2 separate regions of the Mus musculus genome follow, and region 1 is linked to region 2. Evidence: chromatin contacts called from public promoter capture Hi-C data. All regions are on one chromosome and are shown on one strand. Each heading gives the region's core, a stretch centred on a gene start, on an enhancer-like site or on the middle of the called end of the contact. The rest is flanking DNA. Distances are from core to core; before and after follow the strand shown. Region 1 holds the start of Ppp1r42 (protein phosphatase 1, regulatory subunit 42). Region 2 holds the start of Tcf24 (transcription factor 24).

Region 1 (4,490 bases), core at 498-2,997, 41 kb after region 2:
ATGCGCCAGAAGAGGGCATCAGATCCCATTACAGATGGTTGTGAGCCACCCTGTGGTGGCTGGGGTTGAGCAGGCAGTGCTCTTCTCCAGCCCAATATTTTTAAGTTGGGTTTTAATGTACCACTCTTGACACCCTGCAGAAAGTGAAGCATTCCCTTGTCAGCCTTTCAGACTTCCTTTTATGTGCTAATTGCTCTTTCCATATTTTATTCATTATTCCTACTGGGTTGTGATTTGATACTTAAGTTTTAGAACTTATGCATATTCCTATTAGATAATAAATTCTGTCATTGATTGTCATTGATCTTTTCCCAGCCCTGGACTTGTCTTTGCTATTTTCTTGTTTCATTTGTTTTTAACAGTGAAAACGTTTTTTGTTTTCCTTGAATAGGAAAGGGCTTTTAACAAGGGAAGCAGTCAGCAGACAGGCAGGTAGGCAGAACAGTGGGCAGGCAACCTGCTGTGATTTCAAGTGTCTTTAACTTAAAATAGTCAATGTGCCAGAGCAGCATATTTGAGAGTGGTTTTTTTGTTGTTGTTTTGAGACAGGGTTTCTTTGTATAGCCCTGGCTGTCCTGGAACTCATTTTGTAGACCAGGCTGACCTCGAACTCAGAAATCCGCCTGCCTCTGCCTCCCGAGTGCTGGGATTAAAGGCGTGCGCCACCACCGCCCGGCAAGAGAGTAGTATATTTTTAATTATTTCACCACAGATGAATTCTGTATAAAAACTGGTGCCTCTGTAAAGAAAGGAGGCAGCTGAGCTGGTGGCACTCATATAACCCCAGAATTTAGGAGGTAGAAGAAGGAAGTTCAAGGGCAGCTTTGGCTACAAGTGAGTATTAGGGTATTTTGGGCTACATGAGACTTTTTGGAAAAGAAGAGACAAGCTGAAAATATTTTTAAATCAAGAGAAGGCCAAGGAATGTAATCAGTAAGCTATAGGAAAAATACCCAGGGGTTTGAATGTGGAAAGGGAGAGACTCACCATAACCCACAACATAAAATATTAAATAATAAACTGCTTGGGAGTTCATGAAAATTGTTTTGTCAAAACACCACCATTCTTTTCATCAAGAAAGCACCAACTCTAACTTTACTGTAGTGTAGTTTCATTGTTTTAGAGAAATAATAAGCCCCAGAGGGCTTAAACTGCACTTAGTTGAACTTGTGTACATTTTAGAACATTATAATAAAAGCAATAAGGTCAACACTTGTAGGAGTGTCCTTGATTTTCTCAGAAGAGAAGTCATTTTCCATAATATCTCCTATTGGATACAACTGCTGGGACTCATCTTCCCAGAAACCAGAGGGAAAGGCTCTGGGAATGGGTCCTCTGCTGATTATCACCTCTAGGCTCCTTGCAGACTGGGTAGGACAGACAGTTTCAGAGTTTGGTTTCTACCTACATTTCTTCTTAGGCCTTAGCTCAGTGGCTTCCAGATTCTCTAAGTGGGGCTTCAGCCCTCCAGACTTTTCAAAGCCTGGGCCCCGCTCCCTCGCCCCCTCCACCCTCCGGCTTCTAGAGAGCTTCCAGCCTTGCCTGCTGGTCCGAACTAGTCTTCTAAAGTGTGTCTGCTATTCTAGCTGTTTAGGGACAGGGCTCAGGGACCTGCACTTTAACCGGTATTAAGAGTCTGCGTGCACGAACATTCCTGGCTAGGCTTTTCGGGGGGCTTCTCACCGCTCTGTCCAGTCGGGTCTGTAACTGGTTTGGTCAGTGTCCTTGTGCCAGGCTCCTCCAAAGCCAGCGGCGGTTGCCAGGCGACCAAATGCTCCAAACGCCCAGGCAGATTAAGTCTCGTGACGTCAGGGAAGCCCGCAGGGCCCGCCTTGAGTCTGGCTCTTTGTGACAGGGACGCCAGAGAGTTGGTGTTGTGCACTGGTGGTCCCGAAAAAGACCAGTTAGTTTGGGCAGAATAAGATTTGCAGGCTATCGTTTCCCTCTCCATCACCTTTGATTATTTTAGTGTCCGGTAACCACACCTGCCCCTGTATAGACCCAAAGGAATAGCCTGTAGGTACAGCCAGAACTCCACATTCATTGCTAGGATAAAACCCAAACTTGGGTTGATAGTCACGGCACTCCTCGCAGCTTGCCGCTTCCTGTCTTATTCAGGATTCTCGGGTTCCGATATGCTCTGTTCCATTCTCCAGCTTTTGGGGTATCAATAGCACGTTTTCTTTCCTCTTTTGTTTTGTTTTTGTTTTTGTTGTCTTTTGAGACAGGGTTTTTCTGTGTAGCTCTGTCTGTCCTGGAACTTGGGCTGACCTCGAACTCTGACATCAATCCACTACCTCTGTTAGGATGAAAGGCACGAGCCACTGCCATCTGTTTTTTGTTTGTTTGTTTGTTTTTAGTTTATTCATCCCACTCACCATCACCGCCGCCGCCACCACCACCTGCCCCGCACGCTCCCAGTCACAAAAATATGGAATGTTTCACAAATTTGTGTGTCATATTTGTGCAGAGGCCGTGCAAATCTCTGTATTGTTCCACTTTTAGTACATATGCTGCCGAAGTGATCACCCCTCTTACGTTTTATTCCCTCTTTATCTCAGCTTAGATCAGGGTAAACTTTCAGAAAGCCTTACTGTTGCATTTTGTTAGTTTCTGTTTTCCTCAACAACTAATATGAAGTTCTTTAGCATAACAAGGATCTGCCTTTGTAAAAGAAAAAGAAAGAAAGAGCGAAAGAAAGAAAAGAACTGAGGACAGCATTCTTTTCTCTCACCATTGTCAGTGGGTAGGCAAATGCTGTGTATACCTAATGCGGTGTATACCAGTACTTGCTTGACAAATGTTTGTAAAATAAATAACAGGAATGAAAGATAAGAAGGACAACACTTAGTACAAGAAACCATCATTCACAGTGAAAAGGACTCTCGGGATATAGTGCATACCTTTAATCTCAGCGCTATGGAGGCAGAGGCAGGTGGATCTTTGTGAGTCTATAAACAGCCAGGGCTGAACCTCAACTTGAAAATCCATTTAAAAACAAAACAAAACAAACCCCCAACTCATTGTTGAAACCAGTTGTGGTGAGGGAAGAAGGAAAGAGAAATGCTAAGAGAAGCCAGGTATAGATTCATCAGCCACAAAAGGAAAGATAATGATTCAGGCCGGGAATTCAGTTACACTGGAGAATGGCTCATGTACAAGGGTTGCCTCCCAGGAGAAAAAGCTGTAGAAGGACAGGAAGTGAGAGAATAATTAAAACAATACATTAAAACAAACCAGATGCCTGTCCTATGAGTTTAATGGATCATTCCATTGGAGGCAACAACTTTAACAAGGTGTCGAGGGCTGACTTAATTCTCTGTATAGCACTTAGTCTGCAGCTAAAACTGTTAAAGGCCTTGCTTAGTAAGGCCTCCAAGTTTAGTAAGGCCTAGGTTTAGAAAGTCAACGAGACTCACTTGCTCTAGAAGTCTTGGTTTTAGAAAATTTTCATATATCATGAAATGAAATGTGCTCTCATTTGTGGGAAAGCTATGTACACATTTATTTTTTATATTTGAGATAAGTTTCTCACTATGCACCTCAGACTGGGCTCAACTTTACTGGTTCAGGTTTATCAGCTCACATAACCCTTCCACCTTTGACTTTTGAATATTTGGGGCTGTCCAGGCCACCTTACGTGGTATATATACCTTTAAGTATGCAATATGATATGTACATCTAGACATGGACATATTTAAATGTCATTTTTTGGTGGCATGATTATGACTATATATGTTACTAAAATAGAGGTTTTCCTTCTATTTTTAGTAGCAAGATTTATAAAAATGGTAAAATTACATTTTGAAACTTCATTTTGGATCTTCATGTGGTTGAAAATCATGATTATTTGTGTTTAACATGGTTGAGTTACTAACAAATATGAGTGTGTAGGGGGTGTTTATGTATGTTTATGTTCATGTGCGTATGGATGTGTGTGTATTTGTGTGTGTGTGTGTGTGTGTGTGTGTGCTTGAAGAAGCCAGAAGAGGGCATCTGATCTTCTTGAGCAGCTCCGAACAGCCCCGTGTAAGGATTGGAACTCAGGTCTTCTAGAAGAGCAAGAAGTACTCTTAACTGCTAGCCACTTCTGTAGCCCTCTACATCTTAATTTTTGAGACAAATTCTCCCACTGAATTTGAAGCTCACCCCTTGGGCTAGGCTGGCTGTTGGTAAGCAGGGATCTGCTTGTCTGAGGTGTTAGGGATGTGTACTGCAACACGCTGCTTTTCACGTGGGCGTTGAAGATCTAAACCCAAGACCTCATGTTTGCCCACAGGCACTTAACCAGGTCATCTCTCCAAATCTACTAATTAATTTTAAAATGCAATTAGTTAGCTTAAGAGAATATATTCTCTCGTAAAGATGTGACATATAACCCCTGCCTAGTGGCACACTGTGAAACAATCAGCTATGTATTTTCCACTGAGGCAGAAATTTGGCAGGCTTCAAGAAATTCTTGTCTATAGTATTACATGTATAAGTCAAAT
Region 2 (4,340 bases), core at 1,263-3,762:
TGTCTCTGCCTCCCAAGTGCTGGGATTAAAGGCCTGCGCCACCACCTCCCGGCTAGACTGTTTTTCTTAATCAATATAATATCCTTCTTTACGGTACTCTACTACAATTTATATTTTTATTTTAAGCTCCATATTGTATTTGTTTAGGGAAGAGATTGAGTCTTCCAGTTGTATTTCCTGTCCTAAAGCAAAGATTTCTACATAGTGTTAAATCAAATGTTTAATTTTAAACTAGCCATTGTTAACTATTGTCAATTTCATCTTTTATGAGATAATCGTTGCCCTTCTATAATTATCTCTAGGTTTAGAAATTTAGATATTATGGGCACTGTCTTTTAGAATCAGACAGAAAATCAGATTATTTTCCTTAAAACAGTTCTAAGGATAAGAACATTTGCCATGCGAGTCAAGTGCAGTGCTAGTTTGCTCTGCCTGTTTCTTTCTAACCCCGATGTCTCTAGCATTTTGCAATCAAGAAAGCCTTGTTTGACACTGAGGTGAAAGACTTGATCTCCTTCTAAATTTTATCAACTATGAGGGAGACATTTAGCTTCTACTTATGATATTGAAATCTTAATGTTCAAATAGACATTCTTGGGATATATGGCAAACATCAAGTCAGAGATAACTATTAGTGAGATAGCTGGATCCCATTAATTTAATGCTCACTGTAATACAAAACTCTTAATTATAATGAGTGAGTTTTCAGCTATAAAACTCGGGGATGGAATGAGTTCTATTATTATTATAAATAATATTTCAGGTTTTCACACTTAACATTTAAGCTGTTTAAGTCTACCACCATGTTAATAGTATTTTCAAAGTAAGTTTTGTTAAAATGCATTCTATAATTTTAAACACAAATAAAATTAGATGTGTTTTATTACATTTCAACAAAATGTAGCTCCTCATTTTTGTTAACTCATAATCTATTCAACACTTAGATACTTAAGATTAAGTTCTAATTGTGTGAATTTGTGTTCAAATACTTCAGAACAGAGTGACACAAATCTGAACACTTAAATCTAGACAACAGAGAGATTCTCCATTCTGAAGAGAAAGATCAATTGAAGGTTTCAAAAGAAATCTAGAAGATGATGATGCAGAGACCACTGCACCACGGTGAAAATGCAAGTCCCACTCATGACCACTTCACATATACGTAAAGAAATCATGCAAAATGGTTTCTCTTGGCTAATCTGAATACAGACCAATTCACTCAACATACAGGCAATCTAATATGACAGTTAATGGAAACATGGGTTTTCTTCTAACATTCTTGGTGGCTGTATATTCCACTAGATTTAACTGTGATTGAAATTTTACTCTATGGGGATGCTGAATGCTCTCATTTGTTTTTAATGATTTTGGCAGGTTTTTTTTTTTTTTAATAATTACTTTAGGGGCCAAGAATTAGTTCCATGATTCCGTTTAATTCATGAAGCTTTTGGATTAGCTCAAGAAAAAGACAGTAGGAATGCAACTATTTAAGTTAAAGACACTTGACACTCGAAGGCATGAATGTAACTTAGTTGTTACCAGGTAGTCAGAAGGTACAACAGCCGACCTATTTTTCACCCTGAAAGACCGAAAATCTTTACCAAGCTTGAGAAATTTGTGTGCGAGTCCAGGTAGAATTAAACGCTCCAGCCTCTAGATTGCAAACTGTTAAGAAGCAGCCTCTTGCAGTGGGGACCTTGTCACCATCGCCCAGGTGGCTGGGAGGAATGCCAGATCCGTGGGATCTGCTCAGGCGGTGACAGTGTGGCTCGAGGGCTCCTAGCCCAGAAGAGTCGCCTACCTTAACTGGGTGCAGATAGCCGTCGCCTCGCAAGGCGCCCAGACCGGGGTCTCCGGGCGCGTCGGTGTCGTCCTGCAGGCTGCGGGTGAGGTGGGCGATGTAGGTGGTGGCCAGCAGCAGCACGTCCAGCTTGGACAGCTTGGTGTCTGGCGGCACCGACGGCAGCGTGCGCTGCAGCTCCAGGAAGGCGTGTCGCAGGGTTTGCACTCGGCTGCGCTCCCGCGCGGCGTTCGCGGCGGCTGGACGGCCACCCCCGGAGCGCGCCGCGACCCCGCTGAGGCCTGTTGGCCCGGTCCCGGTCGGTCCTGGGCTCCAGTCGCGGGCGGCGGCGGGCGGCGCGGCGGACTCCGCGCTGCGTGGGCTGCTAGCGGGACGGCCGCGCTCCATGGCGACTCCGGCTCCGATTTCCCCGGCGTGCACTGCAAAGGAGCGGGCGGCCGTGAGCCCCGGCCTCGCGGCCTCGCCCTCGCCCTCGAGTCCCCAGGTGCTGAGCTGCTCCTGAAGGCGCCCAGGGCTCAGGCTCCGGTCCCCGCTGACACACCCCGCCCGCCCGCCCGCCCGCCCGCCCGCCCGGGGAAACGGGGCTGCAGGACTCGGCCTCACCTCGGACTTGGCGTCACCTCACCTTTCCTCCCCCCACCGCAGCGGCCGTGCGGGGTTCGGCTGAGCAGGGCTAGGCGGCCAAGGGCGTCGAGCGGGTGGGTCACTCCATCCTTGTCCAGGCTCTGCGCCGCCTTTTATGTGGGCGTCCGAAGCCAGCAAAGCCACGTCGGGCCGAGAGGGTCTCCCACCCGAGCCCTTGGGTTAGGGGCAGCGGCGTCCCGGAGCCGCCCCCTCGGCGGATAGACTCATCAATCAAACCGCTCGGGGGTGGGGCGGACGCCTGGCCCCGCCCCCTCTGGCCGGAAGGTTGAGAGTAGTTTACGGTGGTCCAGCTGGGACGGGACCCGGGGGTTTAGTACAGCGGGACTTCAGGAGCAGAGCCGTCGCGTGTGCGTCCCCGTCCGCCTTTAATTCTACAAGGTGAAGATTCTTGCAGTAGAAGCCTTTCCTCAGTACACCGTGACCTAGAGACCCGCCACCGCCACGGCCGCCTTCCGGCCTCGGCACCCGCTCGCCCACAGGCTCAGGCTGACCCCGGCGCCGGCGGGACTCAGTGCTGCAGCCCGTGGCGGACGCGGTTCTCGCCGCAGCCCAGCCAGATTCTCTGAACCGGGATAGGAATCAGCGCGGTTTCCTCTTTGCAGGTTCTGAGTATCAGATATGAAATGTCACTGAGGGCAAGGCTAGTTTATAGATTCGCGAACATTTCGCTGCAGATTTCTAACTTTCCACGTCGGGAATACCAAACAGTAAGATAGCAACGCAGGACTTTTTATACCACGATGGACCGAAACGTGGACTTGTCAGTGAATCACGGTGATTCTAAGACTGTAATGGGCTTTAGGCTTTAGAACGCACACTCAGATTTCCTTGATTCAAAAGGACTTGTGTTGAATAAGAAACCACATAATACGAAACCACATTTTATTTCCTGGCAAATTTTATTTAATAGCTAATAAAGTAAATAGATCCCAGAATTCACGCACATAAAGCAAAGTCTCAGATTCTATAAAGAAACAAATCAAACAACTTACACACCGAGATAAGTGAAGTCCACAAACCCTCAAAACATGCTGTTGCCTAGTTCTATGAAGAAATCAAATCACTCGAGGCTGAATTTACTCCTTTTTCTCAGACAAATTTTCCTTTACTTTTGGATTTTGGAGAAGGTGAGGTTCATGGATATCGTTTTTTGTTAGCGAGCTTTCAGATTCCTTCAAGGACAGATTCCTGTATTTACAAACAAAAACACACCAGCATTTAATTGACATGCAGAAAAAGGTGATAAAGTACCCAGGACACACTGTTGGTAGAAAAGGTTCATAACTATCCAGGCTTCCCTGCTTTGAGAGGCACACAGACAGAGGGAGGTTAGGTGGGCTGTGGCTGTGCAGAGACGCCTGGACACATCTTTCTAGTTAGCCTGTTGCTCTCCTGGACAGCACCGGCTGGCAGCAGAGCAGGTGTTGCCCAACAGTGTGTGAGAAGACTGAGGTTCACAGAACAGACCACTGAGCCTCTCCTGTTTTGTCCTATCTTTGCTATTCTATGCAGGCTGATTCTAAGTCCAAATTCCTGTGAGAGACTTTGATAGTTAAATTTCAGCTGGAGAGATGGCTTAGTGGTTAAGAGCATTGACTGCTCTTCTGAAGGTCCTGAGTTCAAATCCCAGCAACCACATGGTGGCTCACAACCATCTGAAATGAGATCTGACTTCCTCTCCTGGTGTGTCTGAAGACAGCTACAGTGTACTTTGGATATAATAATAAATTTCAGTCACTTTAACTACAGGTAATTCTAAAACTCCACTATTTCATATCAACTATTTCATAAGTAGCAGGCAGCACACAGCACTTTTCATGTGCTGAGCGCTTTACAGGTTAATTCTCAGTTTGCCTTTACAAAAGCTGAGGATGGGATTCCGGGATTGGGCCAC

Evidence for each region. Promoter capture Hi-C pulls out the DNA fragments that hold promoters and counts their contacts.
Region 1: a promoter capture Hi-C map of macrophages shows a contact between it and region 2, with 8 read pairs. The contact joins the promoter of Ppp1r42 here to the promoter of Tcf24 in region 2. A contact is called at or near these places in 8 of 39 promoter capture datasets (the 3T3-L1 cell line, 3T3-L1-derived adipocytes, the C10 cell line and 4 more), 14 of 484 Hi-C or Micro-C datasets (the AML12 cell line, the C10 cell line, CD4 T cells and 8 more), 2 of 115 datasets of contacts at active chromatin or transcription factors (bone marrow-derived macrophages and embryonic stem cells) and 4 of 9 other capture datasets (adipose tissue, embryonic stem cells, liver and 1 more).

What each region holds. Positions count from the first base shown.
Region 1 is chr1:10,007,389-10,011,878 of GRCm38.p6, forward strand. It overlaps Ppp1r42 (protein phosphatase 1, regulatory subunit 42), which reads right to left and starts at 1,748. Exons shown (of 9, transcript NM_145692.2): 1 at 1,684-1,748. LOC115487608 (a small nuclear RNA gene) reads right to left here and starts at 2,529; the gene lies at 2,426-2,529.
Region 2 is chr1:9,965,298-9,969,637 of GRCm38.p6, forward strand. Tcf24 (transcription factor 24) reads right to left here and starts at 2,513. Exons shown (of 3, transcript NM_001285425.2): 1 at 2,427-2,513; 2 at 1,802-2,220. The coding sequence starts at 2,188. It overlaps Ppp1r42 (protein phosphatase 1, regulatory subunit 42), which reads right to left. Exons shown (of 9, transcript NM_145692.2): 9 at 3,325-3,634. The coding sequence ends at 3,523.